Linked DNA regions of Zea mays: all the other regions are linked to region 4. The links are chromatin contacts, called in public Hi-C maps. All regions are on one chromosome and are shown on one strand. The core of a region is the stretch at or near the end of the contact, and the rest is flanking DNA. Distances in the headings are between cores, read along the strand shown.

Region 1 (2,700 bases), core at 124-2,623, 160 kb after region 4:
AACCTTAATAGTACAATTTATAGTGTAAAATATTGTTGTACTCATCTGTATAGTTTGTCTAATGGTCTTAGGCTAAGCATATGTGTATATATGTCTGAAAAAAGTAGTCAACAGAAATTTTACAGATCCAAAGTTCCAAACGATTCATTCCAATAATAATCCAATCAACATACAAACAAACTGCTACCGTTATCTCAGAAAATCTTGACTGCCTGCAATAGCTAGGCAGCTAGCGCATGTATTGGAAGCTCGCTCTGTCTCTCTCGCAAAGTGATGTGACTCTGGTTAGGTGCCATGACACAGTAGTAGTGAGCGCATTTTCCTCTTATAAGATTGAACAAGTCTTTAGTGACTTTACTATAAACTTAGCTATAAAAATTGATGTGCTACTGTTTTTAAGGTCATGTTTGGATCCCTGTAGCAAATAGTTTTTGGTTAATTTTAGCACTCTAGTCTCCAAACAGTCTGGCTCATAAATTGGTTAGCCATAGAGTTGTCAACTGTTTATTCATTAGTCATTTGACCTTATTAATAGATGCTAATAGATCGTGTAGAGAGAAAAGACACTTATTAGCCAAGACTCTAAACATATCCTGGCTAATTGTTGCTAGCTAATTATTTGTCGGCTAATTATTAGCCACCAGCAAACAATTAGCCGCGAGGATCCAAACATGGCCTAAGTAAGGGTCTGTTTGTTTTAGCTTCTAGATTATATAATCTAGATTATAATCTACATGTAGTTGTTTGATTGATTATACGAATGTAGATTATTAGAGCCAGGAAAGGGAGATAAGAGCACCACACTGTGGGGGAAGGAGAGATGCCCGTAAGTTCGCTTCAGAGGAAAGAGAACGATGGTTCTTTTGTAATTTTGTGAACATAATCATGGTTAATGAGTCTTTTACTTAAAAATAATCCTAAATAAACTTCTCTTCATGAGATTATGAGATTATAGCAATCTAGACATTAAATTATATAATCTGTAGCTATAGTGTAGATGTTTGTTTACCCGTCAGATTATTTATGTTGGATTATATAATCTGAGTAGATTATAATAAAAATAAAGAGAGCCTAAACCAATCTATCAATAACCAAAATCTATGGATGCATATGAATTTCGGTTGGGCACGTTTTGACACCCAAAATCACCAAACGGTTCAGACGACCGCGCGTTTGGCGACGTGCGCACGTTCCGAACTTCCGACCCTATTTCCAACCGAAAGTCTCACACCGTGGTCGCGTGCTTACCCCAGTTCATTGAATTCTTCTCGCATGTGACGTCATGCTCTCCCACACCACCCCGTTGTATTGCATGGACCTGACCTCACCTCACCTACACACACGGTCCTCTTCTGACTCGATCCCAAGAGAGACGTGAAGCCGTACGCCGCGGGGACTGTCCGATCCCGTCGGATATGCCGTCACGACCGGCCGGTCCTCATATGGTATTCGCGCACGTGGGGAATACAGCTGGGTGGTGGAGCTTCGGATAATCACGGGCGGACTTCGTGCTGCTCGCTTTACAGTTTTCACTCCTCCAGCAAACTACAGCCAATGCGTTTCTTTGTTCGCAGCCTTCTTTGGCGTGTTTGATTTAGGGACTAAAGTTTAGCGCGTTTGAATGATTATTACAAATTTTAAATATTGTTTAATTACAAAACTAATTACATAATTAAAGACTTAAAAGACGATACAAAATTTTTAAGCCTAATTAGTTCATGGTTAGTAAAAGTTTATTGTACCATCACATGAGCGTATCATGTAATGATTAGGTGTAATACGTTCATCCTATTGTTTAGTTCTCATCTGTGTATTAATTTTGTAATTAGACTATACTTAATACTTCTAACTAGTATCCAAACATCTAATGTGATAGATATTAAACTTTAGCGCCAGAAAACAGTACCTCATCATCCTCTAAGGCCTAGCCCCAGTCCCTTCGACACGACTTCCTCTGTTCCTCGACACATATATTTAAATTGCGCGGAAATTTATACTTATGCTAGTTTGAAAACATAAATCTTCTAAAGAATTTAAGAGAGAAATTAGTTCATTTCCACCTCAAATATCTAATATCTAAGTAGATTTAAGTTTTTCAAACTAGACCAAAACTAGACCATAGAGCTATAGTTTGAAACTTAAAATCTCCTTCGAAATTGTAAGGGGTTGAGGGGGAAGGAAATTTTCTCCTCGGCCCTCTTTCTATTCTGAAGAAGATTTAAATTTCCAAACCAATCCTTTATTTTGAACCACGGTAAAAAAATTAAAATAGACACTCATACATATAAAAAACACTTATTCATTTTTGAATAAAGAGATGATTTTAGCTATTCCATTCTTTTTCGGTTTTGTGGCTCACAAACTAGTCGTCCTAAAGATAAATAAAAGTCCCCTATCCGTTGTGGGCTAGATGAGGCTTGGGTTGAAGCTACGCTTTCCAGTGCTAACCTTTAGAAAAGAAAAATAAAAGGCCGATGGGAGGTTGGCTGAAGAAGATGCGGGGAGCTCAGGTAAAACTTCTGGTACCTGCGGTCGAACTTGGCACAAGGCCCTCCTTTGTAAAATGATGCATATACTGATATATAGTTCAACAGCGCGCTGTAACAGCGGTATCTTTTAAGCATACGGTTCAAGATTCTCTCGGAGACTAATTAACCGGAGTGTTCCCAAGCTGAGAGTCAAGATAACACTGATCAATTC
Region 2 (2,700 bases), core at 12-2,511, 190 kb after region 4:
TTCTACCTGTCATGCGACCTAACTTACCATTTGTCTCTGCAAAACACACGTTAGTCACATATAATATTACGTTGTCATTAATCACTAAAACCAACCAGGGGCCTAGATGCTTTCAGCGTACAGTGATGAACCGAAGGATCTTTATTTGTAAATAGCCATTCATTTCGGCTTTTCCAGATGCTCCAAGTCATGAGAATGATAATCTCCATATAGAAAGGGACGTTAAGTTGGTGTTTAAGGTTTGCTGAGGCCTCCTCTAGATTAGAAATTCTGGGGGGTTATTCCAATTGAATTCCAGCAGGCTTTTGCAAAATTGCATCTGAGGAACAAATGATAAAGCGTCTCCTCCATTTGCCATAAACAATTCTTACATGAGTAAGATTCCAGGGTCATGCCCCGTTGTATATTTCGAATTTCGTTAAGCCCCCTCAGACCGTGTTTGTTTTAACTTTTTTTGTTGATTCTAGCCACGCAGAAGCTGTCGTGGACTACTAAATGCTTACACCCGTTTGGATGTAGATATCAGAGCATTGAATTGGAAATTGGAATCATTTTTCCTAAATTATGTTGTTTGCTTGCACTTAAACTTGAGATTTAGAATTAGAGGCTCAATTCCCAAGAATTGGACTATTACTAGAAATAATAGAATTAGAATTATATCTCAATTGAATATCATGACTGATTTGATATTCAATTCAATTATATCCTCTCCAATATCGACATCCAAACGGAGCATTACCTTTTTAGCCTGTTTCTATGGGAAATCACTTTGACGAAAATCATCCAAAATCAACATGAACACATAATCAATCGAGTCGTCGCGATGGAAAGAATCAGACACTTGTTAGATCCTAAACAACATGAATCCTTCGTCTTTCTCCACAAGTAATCCCAAGAAAAAAAGATTGTGAGATAAAAAAAAGATAAACCAAAGTCACTTAGCATGCATGGGACGTGGGAGTCTCGGAGAGACCGGCCGAGGGAGAGCTATTCCTACCGATAGGATTTGCCAACGAAGCAAAGCAACCATCGGCCCCGCCCCCGGACCCAATCGGCCAGTCGCACGCGGAACTGGAAGCATCAAAGCATCAGCCGCCGGGGCGCCAACGCCAACACGTGCCGGCGCGGCCGAGTTCCAGCGGCACCCGTCACGGGGCCCCCAGCCCACCAATTCCCGGTGCCATCACGGCGGACGTGTGCTTGCGCGGGGAGAGCGAGCGATCGATCGATCTAACGATAGCCACAACAGGCCGTTCGTTCGTCCGCCTCTCGATCGATCGGCCACCTCCGCCCGGGGCGGGGGCCGGGGGTGGGGGGGCCTCCATCAGCTGGACGGAGCGGACGTCACGCACGCAAGCGGACAAGCATCCTCGTGCTTATAAGCAGACCTTCCCCTCCCGTCCCCAAAAATTCCATTCCCTCCGTTTCTCCTGGCTAAACTACCTCTCGCTCCCTCCGGCTCCGATCCAGGGTGCGAGCTGAGCTTGGGCTAGTTTAGTCTCCCCAAGCTCGTGGCGCAGCAGCAGACTCGTTGGTGGAGGTGGATTAGTAGCCAAGGCTTTGCAGCTAGGTAGGGTTTTGTAGCTAGTTCCTCGCAGGCTCAGCTCTCTCATACTAGCTAGCGTCGGTCAGTCGGGCGAGCAGGCCAATGGTCATGGCGAACCCGGACATGCTGCCGCCGGGGTTCCGTTTCCACCCGACGGACGAGGAGCTGATCCTCCACTACCTCCGCAACCGCGCCGCCAACGCGCCGTGCCCGGTCGCCATCATCGCCGACGTCGACATCTACAAGTTCGATCCATGGGACCTGCCATGTTAGTAGTACTACCCGCCGTGCGCGCGCGCGCCTGCACTCGCATCGATCGATCTGCAGGGAAACTCTCTTTTTTAACACCGATAGATTTTGCCCTAATTATTAATTGATGTGTACTGTATTATCATTGCAGCCAGGGCTGCGTACGGGGACAAGGAGTGGTACTTCTTCAGCCCCCGCGACCGCAAGTACCCGAACGGGATCCGGCCGAACCGCGCGGCGGGGTCCGGCTACTGGAAGGCCACCGGGACCGACAAGCCCATCCACAGCAGCACCACCGCCGGCGAGAGCGTCGGCGTCAAGAAGGCGCTCGTCTTCTACGAGGGCCGGCCGCCCAAGGGCACCAAGACCAACTGGATCATGCACGAGTACCGCCTCGCCGCCGACGCGCAGGCAGCGCACGCCTACCGCCCCATGAAGTTCCGCAACGCCTCCATGAGGGTACGTCGTACGTTGTTAATCACTCATCTGATTTAAACCATACCCCCTCTTGCCATACAATAATCCAAGAAAAACCGAGTTAGATTCAAAGAACAAAAATGACATCTAGAAGCTAGTTCTATCTCTTGCATATGTCGGTATCATGGTGCAGCTAGTTGCACCGCTTGCGCATGCATGCAATAATCACCGATCGATGCACCCCCCTAGTTGCACTTGCACCCTGATCTGTTTATCTTTTTTGGCGATGTTTTGTGACGATGCGGGTTCGCGGCACGTACGTCGGTTTTCTTTATCGCATCGGTTTTGTGGCTTGCCAGTAGACGCAAGGGCCGCTTTAGTGTGTGGTGGCGCGGCGTTCTTTCTTTAATAAAGAAATGTTCTTTAGGCATACTTGGCATACTGCTTGCACCAAGTCAATTGATCCGATAACGATAGCCGATTCATCC
Region 3 (2,700 bases), core at 193-2,692, 130 kb after region 4:
CCCAAGCTGGGCTTCTAGCGACCCGAGGGTGCGCTCATCGCCTGAGGGGACCCTCGGGCGAGGCGTGAATCCGTCCGGGACTACTGTTCCCGCCCGAGGGCGAGGCTGGGCTCGGATGAGGTCGCGTCACTCGGCAGACGTGGTCTTGACTTGAACCGCGCTTTATCAGTCGTGTATGGTTTGTTCTGAAGATGTTTTTCAGCCGTGTTTAGGAGTATTGGGGATACCCCTAATTATGGTACCCGACAAGTTGCATGTCACCTTCAATTCTATAGGAAAATTTTCAAGAGGTTGAACCTCATGTTAAAAATCTTCCAGAATCTCACTACAATACTTAATTCTATAGGAATTTTATAGGTTTTGTAGCAACTCAACACTTTGTTCCAAAGGACCACATAGAAAAACTTTACATAGGGTTTTAATCCTTCAAAATTCCTTCACTTTTCCCTTGTTCCAAAGGAAGCCTTAGTGACTAAGGGTCCCTTTGGAACAAAGACAATATGAAGGATTTTTGAAGGATTTTACTACATTCGCGAGCCTTTGAAACACATGATTTTACTACAGGAATTGAGAATGTAGTAAAATTTCCACAGCCTTTGAAGAAAAAAAATCATGCGCGAGCCTTTGGAACACATGATTCAATCATATCACATCCTTTAAAATTCCTATGTATTGCTTTCCCGTTCAAGTTTTGAAGGAAAATAATAAGAGGTCAAACCTCTTGGAAACTTTTTTATGGCTCGTATCTCTCTATTCAAATTCCTGCACATCATTCAAAGGCTATGGAAAATTTTACTACATTCTTAATTCCTGTAGGATTGCAATTCATATCCAACTCTAATCATTTGTTTTTTCTATTCTTGTGTTTTTACGTTCCTGTATTGCAAAGGGGGGCTTAAAGTTTAATCACTTTTATTACTTAAAATACCAAACCTGGTGACTAAAATAGGACTTCCAGATAGGATTTCTAGGGGTGTTTGGTTACCCCAAACTAAAATTTAGCCCCTGTCATATCGAATGTTTGAACCTCCGTTCCGGGTATTAAATGTAGTCGGATTATAAAACTAATTTGTCAGCCGAAGATTAAAAGACGAGACGAATCTAGTCCAGTTAGTTGGGTCTATATTTCATACTCCTATTTAAAAGTCAAACGTTTGATGTGACTCAGGCTAAACTTTAGCAGGAGCAACCAAACACCCCCAGACTAAGTTTAGCGCTAAAGTTTAGGAGAGTAAAAGAACCAAACACCCAGCTTTCAGTTGGAGTAGTTTTTGTGGTAAGGTTGACAAGATGAACTGAGCGAACCACGGAGGGTGGTTGAGCATGATGGAGAGAGTACTAGGTCCTACTGGTATCCTCATCGTAGCTCTAGCCTGTTGGACCAGCAAAGCTGCTTGTTGCACACCCAGACCCAGGTGAGGTCAGCCAGGAGGACGCGTCGCCTGTCCTTTTCTACTGCCATTATATTAACCAAGAGGAAGATCTGACCAAGATCCCATGTACTGAGCTAACTAGGAGCTTTCCGAATCTGTCTCCATGCGTGGTCTTTCAATTTCATCAGCGACGAAGAGAAGCAGAGCAGAGCTGTCGCCAGTCGCCACCGCGCTGGATCTGACCGACAAGGGCGAGCGCGGCACTGGCGCCGCCGCCGCCGCCGGTTGCGGTTGGGGCCGTTGGGGCTCGAGCATCGAAGCGCGGAGGCTTGTCGCGCTGGTAAATTTGGCCTATCAAATACGCCATACGCTACATAGATGTGGGCCGACAGTCGTTGCAAAATACTAGTGGGCTGAGCTGGGCGCATCGAACTCGCGCGGCAGCCTCAGCCTGGGGTTTGGTTGAAGAGCCAAATAGAACGGAACCGTTCTGTCCCAGTTTTGTTGTTGTTTGGTTACAAAGTAACTAGAACGGAATGACTCTAATTATGGAATATTCTCCTCAGATCCGGAACCATTCCGCTCCAAAAAATCAATGGGACGGAGCCGCTCCGTTCCAATCCCGCTCTCACAGTCACGCTCGTTCCGCTCACTCTTCAACCAAACAAAAAACAGAATCGCTCCGTTCCAGATTACCAAACACAGAACAGAGCGGCTCCGTTCCTAGAATCAGGAATGGAACGGCTCCGTTCTATTTGACTCCTCAACCAAACACTACATGTCGTGGCGTGCTCTACGATTAAGCAGTGCTGCGGCCTGCGTGCAGCGCGTGAGTCCATCTCTCTCTCGATGCGATCTCTTTTTTCCCCAAGTTTACTGCTCGCGAATAGTTGTTTTTCCTTTTAGAATGAAATATTATCTGTAAAATAACTTGTAATATTTCTGTAAAAATCCTGCGTATTATAGAGGTTCTGCATGTAAATTTTTTTTGCATGCATGGATGGAAATAAGTATCGGCGGACGGGAATAAAACTAAGATTCTAGTGAAAATCTTGTGTCCCACACTCTTTATATTCACAAAATTCAGATGTAGGATGATAGACATTTTCACCCGAATGCGGAGTAAACAATTCTTATTCTTTTTTATCTCTCTTGACTTGACGGGGCCGTCAGAGGAGAACCGGGGACCTGGAGAGTATTCTGTGTTTATAATTTTTATTACTCTATGTTCTAAATTATTTGATGTTTTGTTTTTTAGATACATAAATTTTACTGATACACGTATACTATATCTAAATATATGGTGAAAATAATATATTCAGAAAGA
Region 4 (2,883 bases), core at 141-2,640:
GCTAGTTTGGTAACCCCATTTTTCCAAGGGATTTCCATTTTTCTAAGGAAAATTAGTTTATTTTCCATATGTAGAAAATACTGCCCGAATAGCACCAATCCAAAAATAATAATACACCCTTGAGTATTGAACATATAAGGGCTAGTTTCGCAACCCCATTTTTCCAAGGGATTTTCATTTTCCCAAGAGAAATTAGTTCATTTTCCCTTGGGAAAATGGAGTTTCCAAACTAGCCCTAAAGCTGTTATTAACCCAACATGGATAACCCCAACTGAAGACTCACAGCAATTCGAAGATTCTTGTGCAACACAATGCAGGTTTGACCTCAACAATGTGATACTCGTGGCACTGCACCACTAAGTGTCAGTGGCATCAGTTTACACTCCTGAGCTCTCACCAAAGCATTAACGCATTTAGAAACCCCTGAACCCTAACCACCAAGCAGCATGACATTGAGATCCGAACACCATTCTACCACATTTCAAACACCTCAGGCTTCCCTCAACACTACATTGACTACGCAACGGCACAGCAATCCCCAAATAACCCAATAAAATCACACCGGCACCATCATATCAGCCACCACGGGCCACAAGCACGGACGAGCAGGGAGCTAACGAGCCCTACCAGAGGACCCAGTTCGAGGTTCCCCGACCACGCCTGCCGCGGAATCCGCTTGAACCGCTGCCCTTCACCCGCTGTAGCCACCGCGGGCTCCATCGACGTCACCTGAGCTGCCATTCAACCAACAGACCAGTTAAGCGCGAATCAGCACAAGTTCAGCACAACCAACACGCATCAACCGACCGAATAAATTCACACCTGGAGCACGGGAGCTCTCCAACCCGGAGCTCAGGATCTCGCGCGCGCGGCCCAGATCCGAGTGAGGGAGGCGTGCCCGAGAAGCGACGGGGGTAGCACGTGTCCTCCCGCTCCCGCTCGCTGCAACAACCAGAACGCGGGAGACGGGGAGAAAAGGCGAGGAGGATGCTACCACCACCGCGGCCACTCATTGGCCATTTGCTTCCACTCGACACCTTCTGCTAATCTGCTCCGCTGTGCTCTACTCTGCTCCCAGTCCCAGCGACGCGAGGGTTTGGTGGAGTGGGGATGAAGGGAAGCGAACGAAGCAGGTGGAGTTGGGGGAGAGGGTTTTTTTTTTTGAAAAAGGAGGGGAAAAGCTAAGTGTATGAAATACAAAGATTTCGTTTGGCTTCTACTGGTTCGTTTATTAATTTGTTCCGCAGGTTTTCAAAATCTTTTGAAGTGCCCTTCTGCCAGTGCAGCTGTGCACTCGTACTGTGCAGTGCAGCGGCTGCTCTCGCTGTCGCACGCATGAGTGCTTCGTTGTCAAAATGTCAGCAGACTGAAGGACAGCCAAGAAAGTGTTGCCCCGCTACTGCCAGGGGAAGTATATTAGGCTCCGTTTGGTTCATAGGGATTTTCCAAAAATATATAAAAGTTATAGAATTTCAAAATCCTATTAAGCAGGTTAAATTTTAGTGAATTTTATACACATGTACAGAATCTAATGAAACGCGCTAGATTTCTGTCTAAATTAAAAAAACTAGTAACCAAACAAGACCTTAATAAAATCTGTTCAAGAGATGAATCTCACTCTCACAAATTGCAAGGATTTTAATTTATCCGCACAAGATTATGATTTATCTTGATCGTATAAAAAATAATGTTGTTTAAAAAGTATACAATGATGCTTAAGTCATTTATTATTTGGCACTGAATCATTCCTAGATGTTTTTGGCGGCCAACACGTCCTTGATGTTGAGAAGCCAGGTTGAAATCTAGTGGACGGTCCCAAGTGGAACCTCAAAATTGACATACTCTCCGGTCTCGAGTGGAACCTCAAAGTTGACATAATCTCGTGAGGGTATGTACGATAACTCTCGCAATTGTGTCCTTTGACTTGTGGGTGTTGACCATGTTACTCGAAGCTAAGGAAGATTGTTGTTGACCTGTTCCCCTTTTGAATTATATTGGTCATGAGACAATCATACTCGCCCTAGTTGACGAGGCTGGTGCAGCTCCTATGAATTAAGTGTTATTATCATGACATGGTCCGTTCAAATAGTCCTTAGTAATGAGGATAATGAGGTAGCCCAGTACAGGAGGATCTTCCATGGCCCGATGAAGCTAAAAAAGTGTAAGTTATCGTTGTGTTCCTAAGTTTACTTGTGAAACCAGACATGACGTAGTCAGATCCAGCTATGTTGGGTCCGTGTTAAGAACCTAATATAAATCCTTCTAGATCTCGAAGGCTTTACCCCCATACAGGAAAATAAAGAGTTTTTGTTAACCAAAATAATTTTTGAGGACCTTTAGGATAGCCAATAGAAATTGAATGATTTCGTCGATCAATGCTAAGTCTATGGAAAAAAGTAATTTCCATCGGTCAGAACCACACGGCAAACGTGAATTAACAATTTCCATTGAACTAGAGAAAAATGACGAACATAAGTAGTTTATATCGCTTGTACCAAGCAGGCCATAGAAAATAGAGAAATTTGAATCGGTACCACTAAAAAATTATAACTTTAGATATATACCATTGATTTCCAACTTAAATGTGGGGTTCACATGAATCAATGACATGCAGAATCAGTGATATATATCTAAAGTTGCAATATTTTAATGGTATATATCCAATTATTCCTATAAAATAACTAACTTTTGTTGGGTTTTCCACTATATCGACAAAAAAGTATTTTTGTCGTCCGGACCATGTGGCCAATAAGAATTACTAACATTGTTTGTTCCCTCACATCCTCACACTTACATGTCACTATCCTCGTCCATTTGTCGCCTTGCATGGCTCCTCTCCTCGATGTATGCCTCTTCTTCGCCTACAATTCTTCTCCCCCCACA

What was found. A called contact is a pair of places that touch in the nucleus more often than the background predicts.
Region 1: a Hi-C map of endosperm shows a contact between it and region 4, with 2.3 times the contacts expected there. The contact joins the enhancer-like site here to the promoter of LOC100273928 in region 4. A contact is called at or near these places in 4 of 25 Hi-C or Micro-C datasets (bundle sheath, ear, endosperm and 1 more).
Region 2: a Hi-C map of leaf shows a contact between it and region 4, with 6 times the contacts expected there. The contact joins the promoter of LOC103634603 here to the promoter of LOC100273928 in region 4. A contact is called at or near these places in 10 of 25 Hi-C or Micro-C datasets (bundle sheath, ear, leaf and 1 more) and 1 of 3 datasets of contacts at active chromatin or transcription factors (leaf).
Region 3: a Hi-C map of ear shows a contact between it and region 4, with 1.5 times the contacts expected there. The contact joins the enhancer-like site here to the promoter of LOC100273928 in region 4. A contact is called at or near these places in 3 of 25 Hi-C or Micro-C datasets (bundle sheath, ear and tassel).

What each region holds. Positions count from the first base shown.
Region 1 is chr1:53,740,709-53,743,408 of Zm-B73-REFERENCE-NAM-5.0, reverse strand. No RefSeq gene overlaps it. Among protein-coding and RNA genes, the nearest start is that of LOC103634603, 31 kb to the right of the region's middle. Within about 2 kb of position 1,373, at least 16 of the 20 cell types and tissues checked have an H3K27ac peak or open chromatin away from gene starts, as enhancers often do. A contact at or near this core is called in bundle sheath, ear, endosperm and 1 more, where this site is marked.
Region 2 is chr1:53,709,837-53,712,536 of Zm-B73-REFERENCE-NAM-5.0, reverse strand. It overlaps LOC103634603 (NAC transcription factor NAM-2), which reads left to right and starts at 1,261. Exons shown (of 3, transcript XM_008657016.4): 1 at 1,261-1,814; 2 at 1,947-2,254. The coding sequence starts at 1,649.
Region 3 is chr1:53,761,718-53,764,417 of Zm-B73-REFERENCE-NAM-5.0, reverse strand. No RefSeq gene overlaps it. Among protein-coding and RNA genes, the nearest start is that of LOC103634605, 29 kb to the left of the region's middle. Within about 2 kb of position 1,442, at least 19 of the 20 cell types and tissues checked have an H3K27ac peak or open chromatin away from gene starts, as enhancers often do. A contact at or near this core is called in bundle sheath, ear and tassel, where this site is marked.
Region 4 is chr1:53,895,675-53,898,557 of Zm-B73-REFERENCE-NAM-5.0, reverse strand. LOC100273928 reads right to left here and starts at 1,390. Exons shown (of 31, transcript NM_001360497.1): 1 at 823-1,390; 2 at 628-734. The coding sequence starts at 720.